3 separate regions of the Mus musculus genome follow, and regions 1 and 2 are each linked to region 3. The links are chromatin contacts, called in public HiChIP or PLAC-seq maps. All regions are on one chromosome and are shown on one strand. The core of a region is the stretch at or near the end of the contact, and the rest is flanking DNA. Distances in the headings are between cores, read along the strand shown. Region 1 overlaps Dyrk1a (dual-specificity tyrosine-(Y)-phosphorylation regulated kinase 1a). Region 2 overlaps Dyrk1a (dual-specificity tyrosine-(Y)-phosphorylation regulated kinase 1a). Region 3 holds the start of Vps26c (VPS26 endosomal protein sorting factor C).

Evidence for each region. HiChIP or PLAC-seq counts read pairs in DNA pulled down with a chosen protein or histone mark.
Region 1: a contact with region 3 is called in a BATF HiChIP or PLAC-seq map of CD8 T cells, with 7 read pairs. The contact joins the enhancer-like site here to the promoter of Vps26c in region 3. A contact is called at or near these places in 2 of 39 promoter capture datasets (embryonic stem cells and macrophages), 6 of 484 Hi-C or Micro-C datasets (CD4 single positive thymocytes, CD8 T cells, bone marrow-derived macrophages and 3 more), 13 of 115 datasets of contacts at active chromatin or transcription factors (CD8 T cells, the HPC-7 cell line, the SCID.adh cell line and 10 more) and 4 of 9 other capture datasets (adipose tissue, liver, macrophages and 1 more).
Region 2: a contact with region 3 is called in an H3K4me3 HiChIP or PLAC-seq map of bone marrow-derived macrophages, with 4 times the contacts expected there. The contact joins the enhancer-like site here to the promoter of Vps26c in region 3. A contact is called at or near these places in 2 of 39 promoter capture datasets (macrophages and neural stem cells), 1 of 484 Hi-C or Micro-C datasets (myocytes), 11 of 115 datasets of contacts at active chromatin or transcription factors (the HPC-7 cell line, the SCID.adh cell line, bone marrow-derived macrophages and 7 more) and 4 of 9 other capture datasets (adipose tissue, embryonic stem cells, liver and 1 more).

What each region holds. Positions count from the first base shown.
Region 1 is chr16:94,596,549-94,599,397 of GRCm38.p6, reverse strand. The region is part of intron 1 of Dyrk1a (dual-specificity tyrosine-(Y)-phosphorylation regulated kinase 1a); the gene reads right to left. Among named protein-coding and RNA genes, the nearest start is that of Dyrk1a, 28 kb to the right of the region's middle. Within about 2 kb of position 1,592, at least 10 of the 459 cell types and tissues checked have an H3K27ac peak or open chromatin away from gene starts, as enhancers often do. A contact at or near this core is called in CD8 T cells and the HPC-7 cell line, where this site is marked.
Region 2 is chr16:94,645,800-94,648,676 of GRCm38.p6, reverse strand. All of the region lies in intron 2 of Dyrk1a (dual-specificity tyrosine-(Y)-phosphorylation regulated kinase 1a), which reads right to left. Among named protein-coding and RNA genes, the nearest start is that of Gm41504, 67 kb to the left of the region's middle. Within about 2 kb of position 1,291, at least 56 of the 459 cell types and tissues checked have an H3K27ac peak or open chromatin away from gene starts, as enhancers often do. A contact at or near this core is called in the HPC-7 cell line, bone marrow-derived macrophages, effector CD8 T cells and 2 more, where this site is marked.
Region 3 is chr16:94,525,224-94,527,923 of GRCm38.p6, reverse strand. It overlaps Vps26c (VPS26 endosomal protein sorting factor C), which reads left to right and starts at 1,295. Exons shown (of 8, transcript NM_007834.3): 1 at 1,295-1,586. The coding sequence starts at 1,530.

The sequences.
Region 1 (2,849 bases), core at 343-2,842, 71 kb before region 3:
TTATTTTCCATGAGATATTATTTTAAGTCACTAACAAAAATTTACCTAAAGCTTTAATTTCTGTAACTTTTTAAAAAGCATCCATTGTGTTAAAAAAAAATTTTTTTTGAATGTCAAAGTTGAGGAAGTTAAGAGTAACCTTTCCCTTTCAGATATGTCAGGCAACTCAGGATCACTTCAGAACACTCTATGACTCAGTTTACCTACAGACAAAATGTCACTAGTGCTGCTGGTGGCTGTCACCAGTCTTAGTGCAGGACACAGCAGGTCCCAACAATTCTCCCAAGCCCTTCTGTTGTTTGTTTTCAGACCGCCTCATATAATAAATAGCCCAGGCTAGCCTTGAACCTGTGAGAGGAGGATGACCTGTTTTGAAACCTCTCTTGCCTCACCCGTCCTGAGTTTACAGATTAATCATATAATAACAGAGATTACAGATATATACCACACCTGGTTTTTTCAGCCCTAGGATCCAACCCAGAGTTTTGAGAATGTTAGGCTAGCACACTCCCAAATGAGCTACATTTCCAGTCCCCTAAACTCTGTTTTCCTTAAACAAAGTCACATTGATTCCTATCTCCATACTTTCTCAACACAGAATAGCACCTATTTAATGCAGATTAATTATACAATAATACTGAGTTGTCAGATTTAAAGTTAAAGGGTTAATTCTGATATTCAAATTAATCCTTTGCTGGACATAATGGCATAAGTCTTTAACCTCAGCATTCGGGAGGCAGAGGCAGTTGGCTCTTTTTTAGTTCAATGCCAGCCTGGTCTATGCAGTGAGTTTCAAGAGAGCCAAGGCTATGAAGAGGGACTCTGTTTCAAGAGAAAGAGAGAGGGAGAGGGTGGGGGGAGCACATGAATCAATCCTTCACTAGAAACAGATGTAGCAAAGCTGTATCCCTTAATTATGAGTATACAAACATAAGAAGAAATACAAACACTGAAGAGGGTTATGAAACCAATGGTAAAATCAAGGCATCTCACATCATCATTGTGACTGAATATTCACACGACACTGCTTCACCTAAGTATGTAACACTAGAACACGAGCCCTTACCAAAAAGGTAACAGCCAAAACCTGTATTTAACAGGTTTTCTCCCATCCAAGTACAACCAGGCCCACGCTACATTGCTACTTTGCTTCAGCGATCCGCCCAATAAGACACATTCAAACGGGCATGGACAAAAGTGACAGCAGAACTTCTGATCAAACCAATGGGACTGGGGAATAGCCCGGCAGAAGGGAGAACTGATGGGACCCAGCTACACACTCATGGGTACACACTTCAACAGCCCAACTACATGTACACTACTGACCCCAGAGGAACACCATCACATAAGAGAACACACAAACAGCATCCTTATAAACCAGCCATGCCATGACAAGATAAAGTTTCAAAGTGGTCATTCAGTCCCTCAGCCAGCAAGGCAAGCACAGAGACAGTACTCTACACTGTTACTGTCACTACAGTCCCTCACAGACTTTAGACTACAAAGTGGAAAAAAAACACACAGGGGCAGGGACGGCTCTAATAAATGATGGCAAACCATGCTGAAGATAAGGCTAAAAACACAGAGCAGCTGTTCTCACACTTCCTGATGCTTGGCCCCTTTGTACAGTTCCTCCTGTTGTAATGAGCCCCAACCATACAATTATTTTTGTTACTACTTCATAACTATGATTTTGCTAATGTTATGAATCCTAATGTAAATATCCAATGTGACCCCTGTGAAAGGGTCACCTGTGAAAGGTGCCCCCACACCCACAGACGGAGAACTGCTGGCATAGACTGACAAATACAGGGGAGAAACGTTTTTAGATCTGTCAAAGAAAGTCTGACAGATGTAAGTGTTCCAAAACTTAACAGGTAGGACCCAAGCTTACAGTCTTCAAAACTTCCTAAGACATAATTTTCACTTTTAGATCTACACAGAAAAATTTGTAAGAAAATTCAAAACCTGAACAATGAGTGGTGGGAATCTTGAAATGCTAAGCTAGGTCAATAAGCACAACAGCAACTCTGTGTCTCCAAATAATCACTCACAACATACAAAAAGGCAGACAGGGCCCATGTTCTCTAGGGGTCAAGCTAAGATGTGCGATGCTGTAAGGGATCAGTGAGGGGCTGTCTCATGATGGTGGGCCTCCTCTGCAGGACTCAAGCCCCAGCACATTTCTCTGGCCAGATTCTAGCAGTAGGTGAGCAGCGTTGAGCAATTGACTGGACTGACCCAAACCAGCCTGGCTGAGGCCTCTGTCACTAAAGATGGACAGGGCCAATATCCCTGCTCCAAAATGCTTACAACCAGAAGTGATTCAGACTTCCAGATTTTAGAGGGACCAAAGTCTAAAGATAACATTTACAATTTTAATGTTCTTTATAAACATAGCCTAAAGAGGACTTTGTTTATAACTTTATGCTTGAAACTAAAGTTTGTACACAATAAAGCACTATACTTATGGGATCTTGCTAATGTGCCTAGTACATGACACAGTCAGCACAACTACATGTTGAAGAAAAGTCTTTAAGCTGAGGCAGGAAAGGCTCTTGAGCTGAGCCTACGTCCTGCCCTTGACTGTCATACTCTGCAGATGGAATCACAGTGAGAGCAAAGCTCTTCTCTTCTGATAGCCAGAGACCGAGCATCTGCTTACAAGGAACTCCTCTGCATCAACATACAACAGAAGAACCTTTACCATTATACATCTGACACACAGTATCTAGACTAGGCAAAGAAGAAGAAAAACCCTGAACATTAAAAAAATTAAAAATTACCTGGTTAAACATAGAGTATAGAATTGAGATCAAATACAAATGGTTAAGAAATATCTAAGAAAT
Region 2 (2,877 bases), core at 42-2,541, 120 kb before region 3:
TCCCTTTTCTACTCCAAAAATTTTGAACTCAAAATTTGAGCCAGGGAGTGGTGGTGCAAGCCTTTAATCCCAGCACCTGGGAGGTGGAGGCAGGCGGATGTCTGAGTTCAAGGCCAGCCTGATCTACAGAGTGAGCTCCAGGACAGCCAGGGCTACACAGAGAAACCCTGTCTTTAAAAAAAAAAAAAATTGAGACCCGAATTAGATGTTATCCTAAGAAAACTTCTCCTAGAACCTTACTAAATAACTCAGTACCATCCTTCCCTTAGGACACTGTTCTCAGCTCCCAGAGCAAGCGTACTAAAGTCATCATTATGCTCTTGAAATAGAATCAGAACCCTTGAAGGAAGGATGATAACAGTTATTTGTCTCTGCATTTTGGAACTACAAAAGAGCAAGGCCTTAAAGGTGACAATGAGCTAATGAGTGAAAGAAAGAGCAACTGTGGCTCCCTGCCCATGATGTGCAGACTTGGGCTGAATAGGGCACTCCTTGGGGGAATCCTACACTTCCCTAGGCTAGTGATATAAACACTGCACACCAAAAACATTGCACAACTTCTCTGCTCACATAGATTCCTATGCAAGGACTGTCATACCCACTCTTAGGGACAGTCCCTGAATGAGTAGATGTGCTGACATCACTGTAAAGGGAAAGCTGTGATGTAGAGAACCTTGCAAACGTATATAAAAAGGTCAACGGCAAATGCAGACTAGAGCAGTCCCCATCTTATAGCCCAGCATACTTGGCCTATAGAAAACACTCGCATACAGATGCTATCATATGGGGCTATTTGGAATCTGGACACCCTTCTTGTAGAGCCAAAAGGTGGGAAGGAGGGAAGGAAAGCCATGCCTACAATAGAGGAACAGGATTTATCAGCTAAGCATGCCACACAGGGCACTTACTTCTTCATTGAGTGACAGATGGTCCTGAATTTTCTCATACCAACTCAAGTATTTTATCTGTGTGTGCGTGTTAGAGGAATATCTATCCAAACCTCTAAATTCTTACCAGAAACACCAGACTGTTTACCGTTTGTTCATTACCAAAGCCAGAGTTACAAGGAGTACGGAGACAGAGCCAGATGTGGCATCCTAAGCTGCCTGTCCCGTGGCTTGACCCAGTCTTTTCTATTGCCTAACACTTTGAACCTGAAAAGAGTTTCTTTATTGATTGACAGTCTTAAAGGTTTCTGAACATTTTAGCCTCAGTTCTTAGGACCTGTGGTGGTGTTTCACGGTGGGAGCACATGGCAGACAGATCACAGCTGTGCCTAACACAGCAAGAAAAGGAAGAGAAAGGGAAGGAAGTGGGTTCCGGAAGCTTCTGCAAGGGCATCATGGGCATGCCCTTCTCACTATACCTCTCTTTTAGTTCCTGCGTCTTCCCATTTGTTCCTCCCTGAAAACAAGGCTTTACAGGAGGCGCTGCAGAGCCAATCCACGTCAGGCACTTACAGCCTCTTCACAGTCTCCAGAGCTCCAATCTGCTCTGTGGCCTGATTTGTAACTTGCCCTTAAACTCATTTCTGGCTCAGGGGCTGAGTTTCTGTTGTATCCCTGAGACAGGACTATATCATATATAAATTGAGTAATTGGAAACCACTCCTCAAAGGTTAAATATAGTATTAGGGAAGGAGTTTTAGGAACTACATTAGAAAGAAAGAAAGAAAGAAAGAAAGAAAGAAAGAAAGAAAGAAAGAAAGAAAGAAAGAAAGAAAGAAAGAAAGCATGAAATAAAAGCTAATCAGAGAAGAGCTAATGTCAACTTGACACAAGCCCGTGTCATTTTGGAAAAGGAAAGATCAACTGAAAAAATGGCCCCACTCGGTTGGCCTGTGGGCATTTTCTTGATTGATGACTGAGTAGGAGGCTCAGCTCACCGTGAGCAGAGCCACCCCTAGGCTGGCAGTCATGGGTACTGTAAGAAAGCAGGCAAAGCAAGCCCATAAGTAAGCACTCCTCCATGGCCTACGCGTCAGTTCTTGCCCTGACTTCTCTAAGTGATAAACTACAAGTTTTAAGATGAAATAAGCCTTCCTTCCCAAACTGTGTTGGTTATAGAATTTTATCACAATAGACACCTTAATTAAGACATCTGTGGTGATGATATCCATCAAGATACCAGGATAGACAATAGTACTTATTTTTCTTGACTGTTGCAATAAGACTACATTCCCAGCTTGGCCATATGACAAAATCCAGCCAATAGAATACCATACAATTACAGAGTGGCAGACCAGGACCTGCTTATAAAACCTTGCTTTGGGTTACTCTGCACTCTTTTCACATTCAATGACTGGCTTCCAAAGCCCAGTATCACCTGCAGGTACTTTTTTTGCTACAAGATGTCCACATTTTGCTCTGTAACTGTAAAACTGAGTTATTTAACAGCCAATGGAACGGCACATGGATTATACCAGTTGGCTAACACCGAGAACACAGAAATACCAATCTCAATACACTTCCCAGAGATGTCAGTCTGTGTTTCTTGAAGACACCAGTCAAGGGCACAGCAGGTAAGAACCTAGACTGATCCTAAGTCCTCAAGAAACATGCTTCTGGAGCTGAGATGGTAGCTTGTTTCCTGAAGAAGTACACAAACACACAGTGGGGAAGCAGGCAAGAACAAAGCTGGAGTGCATCTTCAAGTCAAGCTGCATAATCTCAATTTACTGTACATACGCCTGCCTCATTCAATATTTGAATTCAAGGAAGCCTACTGGGGTTAACCACAGTAAGTTATGATTTGCATCAGAAGACTAGGGCATGCCTCCATTACTTGTTTTAAATCTTTCCATTTTCATTACAATAGCAAGGTCAGGTTATAAAGATGCGTATTTATCCCAAAGATTGGGGGGGGGGGGCACGCTTC
Region 3 (2,700 bases), core at 46-2,545:
TTGACAGTCTGATATTCAGTAGCTTAAAGTGACAAAATCAAACTTATTTAACATGAGATTAAGGGATGGAAAGACTTTAAAAGAACAGTGTTTGTGGAAAGTGGACTTTTGATTCTTGTAGGACGGCCTTTGCACTCAATAAACACTGGTAGTTCCTGGAAGGAGCGCTCTTCACAGTAGACCAGCCTTCCTTAACCATGTGTGCAATTTTCAAAGAGGAAATCAGGTACATCGTCCCTGGAGGAACAAGACTCTGTAAAGCCATATATGGAAGGAAAGGCTTTTCTTTTTCTTTCCTGCACTGAATTTGTGTCTTCCAAATATCTAAGCTGTGTCCCACATGATTTTTTTAGAATTGCTAGGAAAGTCTGTAGGTCACACGGGTAAGTCCTAAGGGTAGAGATGGGAGCTGAAAATAGAGCTGTGGATACTGAGAAACATTTTATCTTAACCTTCAAAAGCAATTGCAGCCGTCGTACATCGTTCTCGGCTTCAAAACACCTAGAGTCATTCACGAAACCACTTTACAGAGAAATTTGTTATCCTAAAAGTGATATATATTTAAGAAAATAATAATCAAGGAATTCAACAAATACCATTTCTTCACATCATTTTACGTAACAAAAACATCAAGATTTGACTTGCTTATCGGAAGAGTCAGTTTACACAATTCAGTAACTAGCATGCTGGCTAACCGCAATATCCCCCCTAAAGTTCGGCGTCCACTGCGGCAGGCTGCTGGAGGGAGAAAGGGGTACGCAGGTCCGTTTCCGCTTCGACTCCAACCTTCCCGCTCGCGCGCCCGCCCGCCCGGATACCCCACAGAACACCAAGACCACTTCCAGAGCTGGCGCCTGGGGAGTACCCAGAAGCCTCCGCGGCCGCGGAGCCGCGAGCAGCCGCAGAGCGAGGTCACCTCGCGCTTCCCGAAACCTTGGCTCTGCGTCGTGGGCGTGGCCTGAGGGGGCGTAGCTGCGGCCCTCCACCAATCAGCGCCCAGCAGGTCGCAAGCGCGGGGCCACGCCCCTGCGGTTGGCACGGACTCGTCCGCCCGGAGGATACTGGCGGTGGCGCCTCAGAACATCTGGCAGCAGACGCGGCTACAGGGATGGAGGAAGCGGATGACAGGAGGGGACACGTTCCTGCTATCACTTCCGGAAACCCACCTCCGAAACGCAGCCTTTCGCGCCGCACAGCCCGACGGGAAGGCAGCCTTCCTGTGTAAAAAAAACGCTGCGAAGCGGCCTCGCCCCCGCCGCGGGGCACGCCGGGAGAACAGAGAGCACACTCCCGCGTTCCGGAAGTGTGTGTGTGTGTGTTCGCGCGCGCGCGCGCGCGCGCGTGTGGGTTTCGTGCCCCTGTCCGCGCTAAGCCACGCCCTGTGCCCGAAGGAGGGAGGTGTGTGAGGTGTGGCGCGAAAGCCGGTCACGTGCCACCACTGCGGAAGGCGCCGGAGGGGCGGGTTCGTAGGGGGCGGGGCAACCGGGTCACGAGTGGCCGGAAGTTGCGGCCTTTGCGGATAATCTGAGATGGGGACCACTCTGGACATCAAGATTAAAAGAGCGAATAAAGTGTATCACGCCGGGGTAAGTGGAGGGGTGTTGGGCTTCAAGCTCTGCGGTCTCCAGCACGGCTCGCGCGGCCCCGACGCTAGATGGGCGTGCCCTGCGGTCCTGTCCAGTGTGGGGCTGGGGGCCGGCGGCAGGCGGGCGGGCGGCGGGCTCGAGCTGTCGCTCTGGGGGTGAAGAGCAGATGACAAACGCCCCTTTCTGCAGAAGAGCTTTCAGAACAGACATGTGTGCTCCAGGCTGTGGTCAATCCTAAAGCAGAGTTCTCTTGTAAGCCTCTCACCGCGGCAGGATCCATTACCCTAGTTGTAGAATGCAATCGCCCTGTCTCTACCTCCGGAGACACCAGCACAGCAGCCGTGGAGTCACAGCTAGCTTCTGCACACAGTTCAGTGGATACAAATGCAGCGTGGTGTTGAAAGGGAAAAACATCCCAGGTGAACATCTTAAATGGACGCTAAAGGCTAGAAACCTGATTATTTTAAAAAGATTCCAGTGAGCCACCCCACTTCCATCCTCACCACACAGGAAGCTATATTCGTGATTTGTCTAGTAGACATCATTCAAAGACCCCTCCCCCACAAAACAAAATCCCAAACACCAAGTTGCCATCACCCCTTATAAAAGCGACTGTACTCTGGCAAGATGCACTAAGAAAGTGGAAACTCACTTATGCTAGATCACTGCGAAAGTATTTAGTTAGTTCATAAAGGAAACGATCTATCCTGCCTCAGTTGAGGCACACTGTCAAACCACTGCCATATTAAAGCTGTCAGTTTCATGAAAAGCAATTGGAGGCCAGGGGAAGTGGCTCAGATTGTAAAATAGTTGCCAGTACCGCATAAAATCAGACGTGGTGGTGGGTGTCTGTAATCTTACCACTTAAGACAGGGTCAGAACATTATGATCATCCTTAGCTGCATATTGAGTTTGATACGAGCCCAGGGGCCATAAGATAAGGGCTGGAGAGATGAATCCACTGATCTTCGGAGGGTCCAGTTCTCAGCTGCCATGTCAGACCATTCACAACTCCCTGTAACTCCCAACTGCAGGGAATCTCACACTTCTGGTCTGATTGGACTGCACTCACAGACACAGTGTATAACATAATTTGAAATAAATCGTTTTAAAT